Linked DNA regions of Sus scrofa: all the other regions are linked to region 1. A link is a contact called in public HiChIP or PLAC-seq data. All regions are on one chromosome and are shown on one strand. Each heading gives the region's core, a stretch centred on a gene start, on an enhancer-like site or on the middle of the called end of the contact. The rest is flanking DNA. Distances are from core to core; before and after follow the strand shown. Region 1 overlaps RASA2 (ras GTPase-activating protein 2). Region 2 has its middle 120 kb from the start of ZBTB38. Region 3 has its middle 87 kb from the start of ZBTB38.

Region 1 (2,648 bases), core at 72-2,571:
AGCAGTTATGTCCAAAGAGTAGCAAGTAGTGATTTGACTAAAAAGGAGTGATGGAACTGAGCTTGAAAAGATAAAGTAGGACCAACTAATGAAAGGCCTTGAAAGCCAAGCTGACGTGCCATGTTACCCACTGAATGTTTTTTAGCTGGGAGGTAATAAGAGTAATGCAGTGTTTTGGGAAGAATTAACCATGGTCTGTGGGCTAGATGGCTGAGAGAGAGAGAACAGAGATCAAGAGAATATTGTAGTTTAGGTGTTTTTTAAAAAAAGGAAAAAGCGGAGTTCCTGTCTTGGTTCAGCGGTAACAAACCTGACTAGTATCCATGAGGACTCAGGTTTGATCCCTGGCTTCACTTGGTGGGTTAAGGATCTGACGTTGCCGTGAGCTGTGGTAGGTTGCAAACTCAGCTGGGATCCATTGTTGCTGTGGCTGTAGTGTAGGCCGGCAGCTGCAGCTCCAATTTGACTCCTAGCCTGGGAACGTCCATATGCCACAAGTATGGCTGTAAAAAGGGGGGTAAAAAGAAAGGAAAAAGCAAGAGGGAGGCAGGGGTCTGATCTAAGAGAATAATATGGAAATAGGAAGAAACGAATGAGAAAGAAACTGCAAATGGCAAGGTAACAAATCAGTTATAGCAGAAAAGGTAAAAGAAGTCAAATGTTCTCATGATTTCAAATCTGGAAAAATAGAAAAGTTAAGAAGGAAAACATAAGTGGTTCAGTTTGGGGCATAATGAGCTTGAGGTTTGACATGTAAAGTCTTCCCATAGGAAGTTCATAACTAGGATGCGTGATGGTTATAGATAAAGAATCAAGAATTGCTTGCAGAGAGTCAAGAAAAAGCCAGGGAGCAGAGGTATATAATAAAGAAGAAAAGTAAAGAAGCTCAGTTTTGCCACATATTAAGTATTCAGCTTTGAGTATGTCTCTTAATTTCTGTACTTTAGCTTCCTCATTTTCAAGATGAGGGTAATAAATCTAGCCCTGCCTGCTTCAGAGCAGTGTTCTGATGAACACAGGAGATAATGGACGTGAAAGCACTTTGTAAACTGCACAGCACTGTGCAGCTCTTAGAGCAAAATGAAAGATAAAACCTGGAGAACACCCATATCTCTAAGTTTCGAGGAAGAAGAGGTACCAGAGAAAGAAGCAAAGGGAGCGGAAGTAGCCAGGATAGTGCCTCTGTAAACGCAGGAAAAGGGTATCTTGGGGAAAAGGGAGTATGACTCTATGGTCACTCATTCAGATAAAGGGGTCAAGGAAGGTGAGAACTAAGAATTCATCATCAGACTTGGTGATTAAGAGAGGGTTTTAGGAGGGTGATGTGTGAGGAAGCCAGATTGTAAGGAGTTTCTGTAGTGAGTGGGTGGTGAGGAAGTGGAGGCTGTAAGGATGGATAACAGTTTTGAGATATTTGTCTGTGAAAGGAAAGAGATAGGAAGACCGTAATTTAAGGGGAGAATTTTTCTCAGACTCGAGTGAGGTGAACAGTCTGGTAAAGAAAGCTGTAATTAAAATAGATTGAATGCTTACTGTATGCTTACTGCATCCTGTGTGTGGGTGGAGCAGTCTTAGAAAAGAGGAGGATCATCTCATGCTCTTGTTCAGAAGAGGATGAGAAAACTCATCAAGTAACGACAGGGCTAGGTGAGAACAGACGTGCTCAGGTGGACAGTAGTTGAGGAAGTTCCTGCGGTGGCCTTGATACTTTCGGTAAAAATGTGAGAAGGAAGTGTGAGGGTGGCATTGGCATCTTAAGAAATGTGGGAAAGTCTTCACTGAAATAGAATGCTTTTACTCTGAGTCACCGACAGATTACATGCAAGCCAGAGAACCCAGTGTTGCTGTGTATCAAACTGATAAGGAAGGGTATGGAGGCAAGATTGATTTTGATAGTTTTACACCACCTTACCTCTCTGCTACTTCCATAGCTATTCTTGTATTTAGCTTTTGAGTAAAATATTACTTAGGCATTTTCCTTTGTTTTTAATAAACGCTGTTGAACCTTTTAGGACTGGTAGTTTTGTAAAGTTCAGGTAGTGAAAAGGTATTTTAAAATTCTTATATTAAAATATTTTGTTTATAGGTAACAAGATCCAGTAGTTATACCAGAAAGTCCCAGTTCCAGGTAGAAGAGGAGGACATTGAAAAGCTGGAGATTAGGTATGTGTTTTGGGGTTTTACAGAATTAAATTTTTCTGTGCCAAAAGAAAATCCTAAATTTAACTGAAAAAGGTGAATCAAGCATAACAGAATTCTTTTTAGCAAGTTGATCAATGAAACTTACAAGGGAAAAAAACAAACTTAGAGGAACATGCATCTAATTTTAAATCCAGATTATCTTCAAATTCTGATTTCTTTGCAGAAATAGTCAAGGTGTATTTATTTTAAAAACAAAATGACCAGGAGTTCCCATTGTGGCTCAGCAGGTTAAAAACCTGACTAGTATCCATGAAGATGAAGGTTTGATTGGATTAGCTCCATGGGTTAAGGGTCCGGCATTGCTGCAAGCCATGGCATAGGTTGCAGATGCGGCTCAGATCTGCCATTGCTGTGGCTGTGGCATACTCTGGCAGCTACAGCTCCTATTCCACGCCTGGGAACTTCCATATGCCTCAGGTGTGGCCCCAAAGAGAAAAAAAACAAAA
Region 2 (2,648 bases), core at 54-2,553, 230 kb before region 1:
ACTCAAGGATAGGAGTTAGAAACATGCCTTCACCATGCTGAGGAAAAATAACTTGAATGCTCCCTCCACTCCATCCCCTCCCCAGTCCTCCCAACTTCGTTAATTTTATTTTCCTTGGAGCAGCGCAAGTTTAGTGGTATGTCTGCATGTCCTTCTCTGAGGGTGTCCACTTTCCTCTGGAGGGAACAATTTGTACACAACCAAAATATCGTAAGCGCTGGTGGTTTGTTTTCAATTCTAAGAATCAAGCTTTAGATGAAGCACAATCAATTCTATTTCTAGAACAGAACAAAGGCATTATGAACTTTGTTGCCATGTGATCAGGCAGTCCCGGGGCCAGAGCTTAGGGCTGGGGTGAAGGAGCGCGAAAGCGGAAGGACACACAAATCGGGTTAGTTTCTTGCAAAAATGGGAAGTGTGTGAAGCTGCCCTACACTAGTGTGTCTGTCAAGAACTAGAAATTTATCCTTAAACCTCTATTGCTTATTTTTATTGAACAGCCTTTGGTACTGAGATTTTTTTTTTATTCAGGTGCACACTATTGTAAATTTAGAAAACTAGTTGGATTAGAGAACCAGTGAAAGGGAGATGGCATGCGTATTACGGAAGAGAAGCAGCACAGTCACCGGGAGGAGTTTACTCCTCACATGTGAGGGCGGATGTTGGGAAGTGGATAAGCCCAGTGTTGACTGCAGGCCGGTGCCCTCAGGGAGGTCTGACCTTCCCACCAGTGCTGAGTCACTGGCTGAACTGCGGTTGACACGCTCTCCTGACTGTAAGGTGCCCTCCCCTCAGCCCCCAGTGTGTCAGGAACAGACTCCTGGGAATTCAGCAGAGGTGCTGGGAAGTCCAGCACAGTCTCCTCCGGGAAAGCCTTCCTCCACCTGATTAGGGATGTGCAGTGCTGTCTGCCTTCCTCTTTGTCCCCTTTTCTGATGATGTCATTCTGGTCCATTCTGTTGGACAGAACCTAGCCTCTGGAACTCGAGGAGCAGGATGAGAGGGGAGCCAATGTAGCCCCTTGTCTGATGACCTTGTGCAAGATACTCAGACTCTATACCTCATTTCTCGCCCATCCTCCCCCTGTCTCTGGATTCTTGATTATGTAAGGGACACGGAGGCAGAGAGAGGTGGCCAGCCCAAATGTTACGGCCAAACTATGTCTGGTGAGGGAACATCTTAAACCATCATCCCCAGGGAAGTTAAGTAGCATCAGGGCAGATGGAGTGCAGCCCTCACCCTTCCAGGACCCATTCATCACTATTGCTCATGCCTGTGTGTGCATGTCCTGTGTGGGTGTTTCACTGTGATGATCTTGGAGAGGTTTCAACAGAAGGCCATTCTTCTCTGAATTCCTCTGGCTGTGTGTCATAAGCTGGAGCTGTAAGCCGAGGCTGGGCTCGGAGGGAGTTGGGGTGTTCCCCATTCCTGGATTTGGGCAGAAAGAGGAAGGTCTGAGAAGCACAAGAGCTAGTGGGAGACTGTTCTCACCAGCCCCTGCACAAGAGTCTGGAGATCATGTGTCCTTGCTGGAGAGGAATCTTCTGAGAAGACCTGTGAGCCAAGACCCCTGGAGTCCTTAGCTGGGTGACTTTACATGAGTCACCTCGCTGCTTGATGTGTGATGATTAAGTGGAGATAATGCATTTTGTCTTTGTTGGTCACAAGGCATGTGTCCCTTTTAGGGGGAGGGTCAGCAGTGGAAAATGTGTCATCAAAGTTTCCCTCTGCTGACCCTTCTCTTTTCCTGAAGACATGTGAACAGCTTGACGTCTGGTTTTTGCTCTTATCTTGTTTTTCTTTTTCCTAATGTTTTTTTTTTTTTTTTTTTTCTCCTAAGTTGATTCTTTCAGAGCTCTTGATGGTCTCGGAAATGAGTTGAATTTTCCTAGCCTTTCATTCAAATTCTGACTCCTTCCATTTTCCCATTCCAAATGCCCTGTTCTCCAACCAGATTCATCAGCTAACCATCCCCTGGACACAGGACAGACATTTCCACCCTTGCTGGTGCTTCTCCTCCTATCTGGATGCACTCACCACTCCCACTCCTCAGATTTTACTCTGTCTTCATATGCAAATCTACAGAAACCCTGAGGAAGCCCTGCAATTTCTAGCCGGCCTCTCCTCCCTTCTCTGGGCCCTAAGTGTACTTGTGACACATTGTACTGGGCAGGGCTCTGGTTGACGGCTGCTGGCATCTTATCTGCCCTGCCTCTCCTTTGTTTTGGGGATGTGTCTTTCACTTTGGTGAGTTTCCAGAGCGCTTCCAGAGCTTGGGGCAGGCTGTAGTATGTCTGTTATATGTAATGGGTGCTGCTTGATGTTTGCCTGAGATAAGGATGAAACAAGCTGCCGCCCTGAACAATGCACCTAATGTTTGTTCCCAGGGCCCTGGGGTTTTAGGGGAGCCTGTGGTTGCTAGTGGAGGAGGGGTGCAGAGAGAAGAAACCCAGAGCTCAGTAGCCTTGTGTCTCTTCTGTATGGAGATTTCACATAATGTTAATTTTTTGTTTTTGTCTTTTTTTAGGGTTGCGCCCTCCGCATATGGAAGTTCTCAGGCCAGGGGTCAGACTGGAGCTGTAGCTGTCAGCCTATGCCACGGTCACAGCAACATGGGATCTGAGCCACATCAGCAACCTACACCACAG
Region 3 (2,648 bases), core at 106-2,605, 200 kb before region 1:
ATCACTAGAAAGTATCTGTAATAATAAATATGAAGACAACAAAAGGATGTTAATCATCTCTAGTTAGATAGCACAGCCTACAGAAACTCCTAATCCTGAGCCAAGCTCTCTATAGAAGAGTGAACTCTCAAGTCTCAGAGTGATAGACACACACCACATGATGCAGTGTCACTTAATGTCCTGTTATAGGCCATCTAAGCTACTTGGATCCCCAGTACCGAGCATCTCCAGCTTCTGGAAACATATAGGAGATCCTTACTTTTGATCTGAAGAGAGGGTCACAATTTACTAAATTAAAAAATGCAAGCGGTAGCATAATCCAATTTTGGTACAACAAGCAAAGTTAAAAGAATCCTCTGTAGGTGGATTGAGGCTTGTCTTGGTGAACACATGGAAAAGCAGATGAACATCTTAAGTCTTACCATAGGAAATCACCATTTTTGTAATTGGAAAATGATCTAAAATTGGCTTTTTTTTTTTCCTTTTTTTATGGCTACACCCATGGCATATGGAGGTTCCCAGGCTAGGGGTCCAATCAGCTGCTGGCCTGCACCAAAGCCACAGCAACATCAGATCCCAGCCGCATCTGTGATTTACACCACAGCTCACAGCAACACCGGATCTTTAACCCACTGAGCAAGGCCAGGGATCGAACCTGCATCCTCATGGATACTAGTAAGGTTCGTTTTCACTGAGCCATGACGGGAACTCCTAAAAGTGGCATTTTAATATAGTCCTACCTAATAAACCCACCAAGGATGTTAACATTAATTATGCAAAGGAGTGATGAAAAAAGGCTTTTATTCTATTGCTTTTAATTATAAGCATATATTGCCTTAGAATTTTTCAAAATTCTAATAGTAACATTTTAAATGAAAGAAAGCACTTAGCCTGAGCTGTCATAAGCTGTGAATAAGCTGCAAGTCTTTGTGTATGTGTCAATTATATCTCATTAAAGTGCGGGGGGTTGGGGGGGGGAGATGTAAGTCCTTGGGAGGCTCACACTATTTCTCTAAGCCATCTCAGCGTTATTAACATTTGGGACTGGATAATTCTTCGCTGAGAGCACTGTCTTGTTTTCTGTAGGCTGTTTAGCAGATCCCTGGCTTCTATGTATCCATGATAGTAGCATCACCCCAAACAACCACCACCCCAAATGATAGCTAAAAATGTCTACAGACGTTGCCAGTGTTCCCTGGGGGCAGAATCGCCTGGGTTGGGACCCTGCTGCTGTAATCCTCAATTTCTCATCAATGAAGAGAGACCGTGACCACCTGCTCTCTAGCTACCTTAAAACACCAACATTCTCTGACGGAATCAATATGGAGTCTATAAATGGGCTTTACAAAAGCTGTTTTCCTTCAGAGCCACTAGAGGGAGCACTCTACAATACAGAGAACAAAACGGAGGTGGGGTGGGGGTGGGGAACACTTGTTTTCCCCTTCTCGGGCGGACTTTGCTGTCTCTATTCCCAATGCCCCAGCCCTCAATAAATAGCCTTTGATGTTGAGAGTGATAACTCTTAACCACGAGGCTTGAAAGGCTATTTGTCTTGTGCTTTGTGCCATAAAAGCCATTGCTTTTAGATATGGTGGAAGAGTGCAAAATGTTCTTTGCTTTTTCAACATTGTTTGTAGGCAGTTACATCCAACGTCTGTCATATCACTAAAAAGAGGTTATGCCTCTCTATGAGGAGAGTCTGTGGAAAAGGCAGACTAGAGGTGAAAGATCTAGTTCTCTTCCTGGTCCTGCCACTTCTAGGCTGTGTGATGTTGGCTAATTCTCTTAACCTTTCTGGTCATGTTATAATAGAGCTCAGAAGACAGGCTAAGAAGTTAAGTTACTTGTTTAAGGTTACATACTGAGTTAAATGGTCAAGCCTGGATTTGGATCTGACCTTTGGACTTCATGGGGTAGTTCTGAGAATCAAATGAGATGGAATATATAAAAATAGAAACCCCCATGCAAGTTCAGGGTATGGATATGCAGATATCGTGGATGTGAGAGGAGGTGATGGCTGAGAGGTAGCATGGTGGGCAGGGAGAGTGGGGAGAGGAACTCGGTGTATGTAGGTCCACACAGCTAAAAGAAGCTATTCCTCCACCAAGGTGTTATAAGTTACAATAAAAGGCCTCAGTGTCCCCAAATCCTTTATTACCAATGGAACATATGCTTTTGATCCCCATTAAAATGAGGTGTGCTACTTTCTGCTTTTATGAGATATTTTAATACTTTAATGAAACTGAGATACCTTTTTTTTTTTTTTTTTTGCTTTTTAGGGCTACACGTGTAGCAAATGGAAGTTTCCAGGCTAGGGGTTGAATCGGAGCTGTAGCTGCTGGCCTATACCACAGCCACAGCAGTGTGGGATCCAAGCCAAATCTGCGACCTACACCACAGCTCACAGCAACGCCGGATCTGTAACTCACTGAGCAAGGCCAGGGATTGAACCTGCATCCTCATAGATACTAGTCAGGTTCGTTTCCATTGAGCCACAATGGGAAATCCCTAACACCATTTTTTAAACTTTTAAAAAACCTTGAACCACAGTAAGAAATGTGTTTAACAGAGAGACCAGCCTACACAAATATTACAAAAGTCTTACTTGTAATGCCCTTGGAAATTTTCTATTGTTTCCTTTTATTTTA

The links. HiChIP or PLAC-seq counts read pairs in DNA pulled down with a chosen protein or histone mark.
Region 2: a contact with region 1 is called in an H3K27ac HiChIP or PLAC-seq map of alveolar macrophages. The contact joins two enhancer-like sites. A contact is called at or near these places in 1 of 47 Hi-C or Micro-C datasets (liver) and 1 of 2 datasets of contacts at active chromatin or transcription factors (alveolar macrophages).
Region 3: an H3K27ac HiChIP or PLAC-seq map of alveolar macrophages shows a contact between it and region 1. The contact joins two enhancer-like sites. A contact is called at or near these places in 11 of 47 Hi-C or Micro-C datasets (brain, embryonic fibroblasts, heart right ventricle and 7 more) and 1 of 2 datasets of contacts at active chromatin or transcription factors (alveolar macrophages).

The regions. Positions count from the first base shown.
Region 1 is chr13:82,302,325-82,304,972 of Sscrofa11.1, forward strand. It overlaps RASA2 (ras GTPase-activating protein 2), which reads left to right. Exons shown (of 24, transcript XM_021069545.1): 8 at 2,087-2,163. Among named protein-coding and RNA genes, the nearest start is that of RASA2, 74 kb to the left of the region's middle. Within about 2 kb of position 1,322, at least 3 of the 83 cell types and tissues checked have an H3K27ac peak or open chromatin away from gene starts, as enhancers often do. A contact at or near this core is called in alveolar macrophages, where this site is marked.
Region 2 is chr13:82,069,443-82,072,090 of Sscrofa11.1, forward strand. It overlaps a transcript of ZBTB38 not described here. Among named protein-coding and RNA genes, the nearest start is that of ZBTB38, 120 kb to the right of the region's middle. Within about 2 kb of position 1,304, at least 44 of the 83 cell types and tissues checked have an H3K27ac peak or open chromatin away from gene starts, as enhancers often do. A contact at or near this core is called in alveolar macrophages, where this site is marked.
Region 3 is chr13:82,100,511-82,103,158 of Sscrofa11.1, forward strand. It overlaps a transcript of ZBTB38 not described here. Among named protein-coding and RNA genes, the nearest start is that of ZBTB38, 87 kb to the right of the region's middle. Within about 2 kb of position 1,356, at least 23 of the 83 cell types and tissues checked have an H3K27ac peak or open chromatin away from gene starts, as enhancers often do. A contact at or near this core is called in alveolar macrophages, where this site is marked.